2 separate regions of the Anas platyrhynchos genome follow, and region 1 is linked to region 2. A link is a contact called in public Hi-C data. All regions are on one chromosome and are shown on one strand. The core of a region is the stretch at or near the end of the contact, and the rest is flanking DNA. Distances in the headings are between cores, read along the strand shown.

Evidence for each region. A called contact is a pair of places that touch in the nucleus more often than the background predicts.
Region 1: a contact with region 2 is called in a Hi-C map of subcutaneous adipose tissue, with 1.9 times the contacts expected there. The contact joins two enhancer-like sites. A contact is called at or near these places in 3 of 8 Hi-C or Micro-C datasets (liver, skeletal muscle and subcutaneous adipose tissue).

Annotation. Positions count from the first base shown.
Region 1 is chr2:11,337,049-11,341,543 of IASCAAS_PekinDuck_T2T, forward strand. All of the region lies in intron 2 of NSMCE2 (NSE2 (MMS21) homolog, SMC5-SMC6 complex SUMO ligase), which reads right to left. Among named protein-coding and RNA genes, the nearest start is that of WASHC5, 10 kb to the right of the region's middle. Within about 2 kb of position 2,028, at least 5 of the 8 cell types and tissues checked have an H3K27ac peak or open chromatin away from gene starts, as enhancers often do. A contact at or near this core is called in subcutaneous adipose tissue, where this site is marked.
Region 2 is chr2:11,276,478-11,280,911 of IASCAAS_PekinDuck_T2T, forward strand. The region is part of intron 4 of NSMCE2 (NSE2 (MMS21) homolog, SMC5-SMC6 complex SUMO ligase); the gene reads right to left. Among named protein-coding and RNA genes, the nearest start is that of TRIB1, 65 kb to the left of the region's middle. Within about 2 kb of position 2,139, at least 4 of the 8 cell types and tissues checked have an H3K27ac peak or open chromatin away from gene starts, as enhancers often do. A contact at or near this core is called in subcutaneous adipose tissue, where this site is marked.

The DNA of each region.
Region 1 (4,495 bases), core at 778-3,277, 60 kb after region 2:
AAAAACAAAAACAAACAAACAAAAAAAAATCCTGAAAGAATGAAGCTTCAGAGAAGGATCTGAAGGAAAGAAAAACAACACCATGTTCTTGAGAAAGGGAATCCAAAGCATTTTTATCTCAAATACCCTGGAAATACAAGTTTGCTTTAAACAAGAGGAAAAGAGCCTTCCCGAGAGAAAAGAAGTAATTCTGGTGCCCACACCGATTTTGTGCTTAGCACCAATTAGTACTGCTGACATTGGTGCAGCAACAAAGCAGAGCAGTTAACAAACAGCTTCTGGAAGATAAATGCCTGGGATCAGAACGAAACTCCCCCTGTGAACAGCTTTGTACAGTGGGGGAATTCTTGCAGCTTCCAGCAAAGCACCTGGTAGAGGCTCATGGTGAAGGGTTACTGAACTTAATGGATCACTGGTCTCACTTCGTTTTCTACCATACCTTCTCGCAATACCTAGGAAACTTTTTTGTATACCAAGTGTCCATGAAAAGCTATTAATCTCCAGGACAGACTTTGACAGTCTACACTTAACCAAGAAAAAATAAAAATCCCACAGCCCTTCCTTGGAATTTACTCCAACCTAAAGAAAAGTAAATTCTAAGAGACACACTCTTGGGCATTTCAAATCCAGGTAAAATCGTTCCCTCATGTCCATAAAAAGGTAATGGATTGCTCAGTTCTAACACTATCCCTTCACAGTACGTAAAATTGTTTGTTATTTCCTTCCCAGATCTATAGGCACATAGGGAGAAAACAAAATCTGGTTCCTCATGCACGGTCCCTACAGCACAGCCTCCAGTTTTGTCCATTACAAGGCCACTAATCCTGCAGGTAGGCAGCAGCCTGACCAAACCACAACTCAAACGCAGAGGAAGGTAGGATGTGCAAGAAAAAATCTTATCACAGCTTATCTTCCCTGGCCAAGGACAGCCAGGATAACAAGTCAAAGTTTAGTCCTGCTCATTTCCTCACGCAGCAGATCTTCATCCAACCTCTTTATCAAGCAGATTGCGAAGTGTCATTCCAGCTGATAGACTGTAGCCTGTTCTCAGGACAAGTACCTTATGCTCTGATTATTTTTATGAAGTGCAGTGATCTCTAACATCATGGAAACTAACAGAGAATGACAATTTTATGAGCACAGGTATCAGCAGGAGCATTTCTGGATCTCAGAACAACGACATCGTGGTCACTTCACACCCAAGACCTTCTCCAAGGTTAAGATTCCTGTTATGGCACTGCAGGATGCCTGCATTTGCAATTTCATTGCAAAATAAACTAGGGAAAAAAAAAAAAAAAAAAAAAAAGGACAAAGGAAACAAATGAACCAAACCATTATACAGTGAAACACAAGGAGGGATTCCATCCTCATGCTGGTGTTTGCACCATTCCAGCCAGGAGAGCTTTAGGTCAGTGACAGAGGAACTTCCACAGAAAGGATCCCTGCTCTCAGCGATGAATGAACTTCTGGGCTTCAGGTCTTTTTGTTCGTTATAGGTTACCACAACGTCTTCAGCAAGCCACTGCATGTAAAAATAGTGGATGTTCCGTAGAACCTCGTGAATCAACTGTCTATTAAAAGGCTGCCAACAATTTCTTAATACCAGGCTGACCTACACGTCTATATTCCCTATGCCAACAAGGGTCAGCAATGTTCAGAGTGATTCCCGTGTAACACCACTGTCAGAAAGCAGTGAGAGAAACCCAAGTGCTGTGGGCAGTCTCACAGAGCTAAACCCACGTTTAAAAGATCCGACATCACCGACTACTCCTTGGCTGGTATTCAGCAGGCATCACAACCCAAGAGGATCCCAAGGAATTTAGCGAATAGAAAGCAGTAAAGGGAAGGACGTCACTCGTGTGAGGTGCAGCACAGCACTGAAAAGTGCAGAGACAGCTCTAGGGCAAGGGGAATCAGACGAGTGGGATGAGCAGCCAGGGCTGAAGGAAGCTGCTCCGGCAGAGGGAACAGGTTATGCAATAGGAAACAAGAGCAGACAAGCAGGAAGAGCCAGAGCCGTAAAGGGCTCTTAATCTGGGGCACATGCCACAAAATTGTATCACTAATGCTCCGGAAGAGCCACAGGCCTGCCCTGTCCGGAGCAGTGCGCAGAGAAATCCTTCAGAGAGTGGAGAAAGAAAGCGGATGGGGTGTGGGCGAGGAGCTCTCACGTAGGGGAATTGCAACAGGAAGATTCCTGCTATGCTACACCAACGGCAAGCAGCCAAAGATACACTGATGGTGAGATTTTAGGGCAAGTTTTTGAGGAGAAAAAAAAAAAGCTCATTTTTTCCCCCCTAAGAAAGATTAGACCTCAGGTGGATGCCTGCTTCCCACCCACCTGTTCTGTACTCCATGGCCTCTGCATTTTAGTGGGCATGCAGCATGTAGCTGGGAGAAAGTCCCAGACGTCAGGGAAGCACCTTGCTGTCTATGTGAAAACCTGTTCAAATCATCAAGCAAAACACCACGTGCTAATGCTTTATAACAACTTTTAGACAATTTATTCTAAGAATTTCTTAGCATCTTGTCTCTAGCTAGCATCCTCTCCAGTCCCTCCAATTATTTCCCAATTTGCTTCAGCCATTCTTCCCAGTCCCACATGGCTTTGGCTCCAGACCAGAGACAAAAGCAATTACCCCTTTAAAGAGCAAAGTGCTGGGCTGGAGGCCAGGAGGTGACCATGAATTAGTCTTCTTTCCTCCAACATCTACAGCTGTGTCCTTCACAGCCCCAGATTCTTGAGAAAGTTCTGCATTTGAGCAGCCAGATGAAACCGCCGTCCTCAGCAAGCTGGCAGAATTCATATCCCAATCTGCCAAGCAGAGCTGGGAAGGGATGGCTGCTTTGTTATGGCATACGCATAGCATCAGCAGCACATCAGTCCATACATCTGGCAGGTTATAGCAACACAGAAAGAGGAAAAAGACTTATCCTTCAAGTGCTTTGCGTGGATATCCAGCAGTGCCTTCTAACTACAGCAAGATGCTGAGTTAGGTAAGCCGTGCAAATAGCTGCTCCTCGGTGTGCAGAGGTGTTAACAGGGGACTTAAAGATCAATACTAGGAAAGTCACAGCTGAGAGAAATTGCCAAACAAGTACTGACAGTGAATGCTTTTTCCAGTCACACTACAAAAGCTCAAGAAGACTGAGGCTGAATTTCAAAAGACAGAAATTACAGTAAAACTTGATGATTTTACTCGCACTTGTAACTCATTTCTAACAGTGTCACCTTCAAATTCCTGTATCTATTAGGACTCCAATCCAGCAAAGGATATGAGAATGCATTTAACCTTTAAAATACACAGATCACTCTTAAAGTTGGCGATCACTCCAGAACTTACATGTAAATGTATCCTTTCCTTCAGTGTTCCACTGCACTGGGCCACAGAACGCCCAAGAGTATTTTGAGCGCAGAGAGGACACACTGAAACCATCTCTACACACTCTGTTTTGCTGCTTACGTGGCCTTTTCTGTAGTGACATTTTAAAGTGTCCGTGTACCACAATGCTATTTTGGAAAACAAAACGGACCAAAAAAATAGTGTGACCTTTAGACAATGTCAGTACCTAAAGATAAACAGCAGGATGACTGGGATGGACGTAAAACAAGTCTTTCATTTTATATTGTTAAATAAAATAAACTTTTAAATTAATTGTTTCCCTTTCACATTCAGTTTGGTGAAACCAGTTTTCATCTCTAGCTCAGATCCTCAGTCCCTCAGAAATCCTATTTCACTCTGTCAATTTGCCAGCACATGCTCACAACACAGCGCCACAAAGATGCTCCATGTTAAAAGTCTGCAAATTCTCCATGAACAGGCAAGTCTTAATCGTCAATGTAACCTCATGGATATCAAAGTTATTTGAGAAACAAGAGGTTTTCAGGTTCAGACACGTTAAAATTATCCTTTACCTAAATCGACAGAGCTTAACAGAAACCCTGAACACTATTGCCTTACTTTGGTAGAGATCATATATATTCACAAATGAGCAATGCCCGACCTGAATATTTAATACTCGCATTTTCTTTTCATAAGTCTATAGAGGACTAGAACAAAATGGACTTAAATATACTAGGGGACTACATAACAGAAATGTTGATGAAAGTAAGACTTGGGTAAGTGAAGTTTACATCAATACAACCCTCTCATCCCTACAGCACAGGGTGAACAGGAGGATCCTTAGAGGAAAGAGACTTTGGGACTACTGTGGTCGGAGCTCACCGAAGATTTGTCTCCAGAGTACAGCAAGTGAACAAGATGCTAGGAGGCACAAAGGCAAGAGGAGGTAGTAAAAAGCTGGGAACAGATTCTGGGTGTTCATATCATTAGAAGCCTCAGAGATATTTCAGACTGCTTTAATTCTACTGCAAAATATTTTTCTTTTGACTTCTTCGTGTGAGGTCTGTTACTATTGACAATTCCATAGTTAAAACATCCATACTTGCACGTTACCTCTCACTAGGATTCCCACAACTCCTCACAACATTAAA
Region 2 (4,434 bases), core at 889-3,388:
AAGTGGAACAGAAAGTGATTTGAGAACTGAGAGTTTTCGTCTGTCACTTTAGGATGTAGATGTAACAAGATGCCAGTTTCAATTCAGTAGTGTGTTTCTTAGGCATTTTATGGAAAATAGTTAGCACTCGGTAATAAAGTTCACGTTTGGTGATAGACTACCTTGCTCCTGTGAGTTTAACCTGGAGCTCAGCGCATCATCTTCTGGTATGTCCTAAAGAGCAAGACTCCACGTCACTGCCCTGCCCTTCCTCTCCGTGCTGATAAGTGTGAAGGTGTACACAGAAGCACACGCACAGTGAGGGGAATGATTTGCTGCAGCTTAACAGAAACATCACTTACACGGCGTGTAAGGAGATGCCCAAGAGATATCATGCCTTAGGCAGCTCCAATCTTCCTGATGATCCTCAGAGCAGAAAAGCCTCCTACACAGAGCTGTCTTTTAAAAGGCACAGTCTTACTCTTAACATAAATTCTCATGTCTATATTCTGCATAACATGTCTGGAGGTGTGGCTGAGGTACAGCCTCAGTGGCTTTGAAGAGATTGCTAAAGAGCATCTACCATGAGTAACTACTGAAACCATTTTAATAGCAGTGATTTGGGGGTCACTGTCAAAGAGGTAACACAGAAAAACATCAGAACCATGTCCCACTTTACACTGTTTGCTATAACACAGTCATTTTTTTAATCTAGGAAAATTACACAGCATCACTTTTGGTATGACTGTTAGTCAGGAAAACCTATAGAAAAATGACTTGAGCCTTATTTTAGTTAAATTTACTGAACAATTTCAAGTCTCGAAGAGAAGAATTCTCTTCAGCGCAGTGATGTGTGTACCTTTATTCATAAATCTGTGTTAAAATATTATAGAACAGAGCACATCAGGACAATGCATAGGATGCTACTGTTAAGCTTAATAAATAATTCTTGCTTCTCTCTTCAGTCATCAAAACAAGACTTTTTATAGAGAAACCACTGCAATCAAATTTCTGAGGTTGGTTTTCTAACAGATTAGAAAGAGAAAACTCTTTAGTTTATAAAGATCCTGCAACAGCATGTATTATTAAACATAGGGATGAACACACCATCCAGTCTCTATTCTCATCATCTGAAGTTCAAGGAAGAGATAGATAACAAACTTCTTAACTGTGCCCAGATGTTTTGAACTTACTTTATTGGTATTTTAATTTGTTTTCTGGTAAATCCTTTAAACACAGGCAGATGGTTGCATGCTGATAGCATAACATTTCCCTTCAATGAATTTTTTGCTCTCCACAAGCCATGGTGATAATTTCAAAATGTAAAAAAGGAGCATGGAAAATATTAAAGCACGTTAAGGTTTTGTTATCTTTTGTTCTCAGAAGTGACTTTTAGTTAGAAATGACATTTAGTTGGAAACCGAGTTTTAGCATACTGATGAGTGATATTTGGCCCTGCCAGTGTATTTCAGGCTATCATCACATGGTTGCCTCAGCACGCTGCTTTTGGTTTCAGCCCTCTCTCATTACCCCTTCCCATCTGACCGAAATCAGGTGATCTTTCAGAGGCATTCCCACAGTCGGCCAGCGAGCTACTCGCTGTCGGATACCAAGTACCATATTTAGGGTGTGCCTTTGAAATACCCAGGCCAATAGGAACACAGTTGCCTCATTTTGTCTGCCCCGTAGAGCTGTCTGACTTCCCATCTGAAATCCTTTGCCAAGCAAAGAGAAAACGTTCTCAACTACAGGCTCCGTACTCCGATTCCACGCATGCCTCTGCTGAAAATGTAAATAATAATAAAAAAAAGAAAATGTTAAAATGTTTAAAATATACGCTATATAATCTGGATAAAGTGTAATTAACTTTTAACATCCATGCAATCACTTTGTTATTGCAGCTAAAAAATAATTCTCAGAACCCAGCTCTTCCAGAATCTCCAAGAAAAATACTCTTTGTTTCACCATTTTCTGATTCATTCGACTTTGGAAGCAAAATAAACACATTGCTGTGTTTAATATTGTTGCACAAGAGAATTCACAAGAATGAAATGTGTTCAAAGTTCCTAGAAAAAAAATGTAGCAACGCAGGCTGCCAACTTGTTCAATGTCAAGCTCTAGGCAGTATAGCAGGACGAGCAGTAAATGACTCACAGTGAGTCACGCTTTAGCTATTTTTGCTTTTAAAGTAATGCCAGGCGCTGTGTTAATATTCAACCCAGAGTAAATTTAGCAATGCAAGAAAACAAGTGTTTCCATGGTTGCTCCTTCACAATGTTTATGGTATATACACAGCCATTAGGCAGAGGAATTAAGCCAGATGAAGAATATGGAAATGTTCCTCTTTCATTTACAACCGAATTTTGCTACAGCGGGTTTCATGACTCACTCGGCTACCAGTTTTTCCAACTCGAACAAAAATGTAAAGCAATGGCTAGCACAGCACCAGCGGTACTGTTAGTGGTCAATAACCACCACTTTCCTCCAAATTACGGCTTGTGCTGTGCACACAGCTGACCTGGGAGCACACCGGCGTATCAGCAGCTGTGCAGTCAAAAGCAAATGCAAATGAAGCAGTTTCAAGGCAATTACGTCGCCGATATTGTTTTTTTTTTCCAGGGCAAAACAAGACTGATGAAGGCCTCCCCAGTGAAACTAAACACATCAATCACGGGCAACGTGTCCTGTGACACTGCGAGGAGAGGCGGGGAGGCAAGGCGAAGAGGAGCACTGTAGGGAGGAAGGTCGGGAGCCTTTGTGGCGTCATGCGAAAAGGGAAAGCAGCTGCAGAAAAACCAGGAAGGATGCTGATTCAGGCTGGGGAGCAGTTGGGTAAAATGAGGGAAGTGGTAAAGAGCACACGACGGAGCTGGAAAATATCTGTCCGTGACACAGCCGTGTCACAGATGTGACAAAAGCCACACAATTTCAGTGGAGCTGTCTGCACAGTGGTGTTTCCTTAGGTGAAGACATGCAGACCATGTAGACCATCTTATCCTTCTTGTGGGGGGGGAAAAACACAATGGATGCTACAGCAAAGGTTAGGTGAATACCTTTCTTTGCCCACACTAATAACAGAGCTGCCAAACGATTACATATGATTACTTGTTAAACTTTTTTGTTCACATTTTAATACGGTGATTTATTCATTAGTCTTAAATTGCAGTAATTACTATTTTTACTGCAGAGGCTGATAAAGCAATCAGGCAGCTTTTACATTTTTCCCCTCAAAGAAGTCTCTCTTCTGCTTTTCTGCGTAGTCTTCCGTGCTGCGATACGCAGGGCTTTATTTTTCCTGTGTTCCTATCTGATTGTAAACTAGCTACTTAGTTTATACTGGAAGTTTATAGATAGATCCTTACGAACCTGGAAAGCCTTCCTGGAAAGGCTTCTTTTGATTTCATCAAGTCTTGAGCTGACCCATAAACTCTCAGATAGGGAGTGCGAGAAAATACTGAAGTCTGGGCCAAATCCAAAGAACTGAATGAAGCAAACTACAGACAATGAAGTCCAAAATGATGAAAAATCCCGTTCAGTGGCTTCCTAACCCTGAAGGCATCTAAATCTGGTAAGTCCCTCCCAGGTTCTCCGGAGATCTGAAGCTCTGCCTTGCCCAGAGCTGCCCCAGCCGCAGTAAGGAGGAGCAGGGCTTTGTCTTGTGACCTTTTTGGCTCTCGAAATGAGGTGCAGCTCCATCCAAGTGGCAGAAGAGAAAGCGGCAATGGAGATGCAGAGAACCCACCTCCTTGTTCCTTGTTAACCACCGGAGTGCACAGTCACGCACCCTCTTGCTTGTGGTCTTGCCTGCCCCCTCACACTCCTGCCGCACACCGTGCAAGCTTTGCTTCAGCCAAAGGGCTGAAGAGTGCCCTCTGCAGACTAGCCGAAAGCCAAGGGGTTGCCTACAAGCACATGAGCAAGTCCATGATGTCAGACTTAAGGCCCGTCCCATCCAGCCGTCGGAGTCTGCTGATGAATAATAGCAAATCCCTACAGAAGGCACGAGGCCCGGGAAGCCTACAGCGATGTTTCTTGGTATCCTTGCCTCACCACCAGCAATCTGGGCAGAGGTATTTGGAGGATCCAAAGGAACCAAAAGTGTCATCTTCACATTTAACAGCCCGTGAGTGACTTGTCTTACGTGTGGATTTGTTTGCATTGCTGGGCACGTGCTGCAGACACGGCGCTCTCCTACCAAACAAGCACTCCCACCATTGCTCCACTTGCAGTTGCTGGGTGACTTCTCTCCCTCGTGAGGTATTTTTGGTGGCTGCCGGCACACCTGTTAAGTAACTTTGCCTTTAATCCTGCAATCGCTCACGGCAGGTCCGGTAACACAACAAACCTGCATCCATACTCGAGATGCTACGATGTGATAAACCCATCCTCACTTGTCAAGTCGGGTGGTGTGTCTCAGATGAGAGCTGGTAACAGCGGAAAGGTGACAGCTTAAAC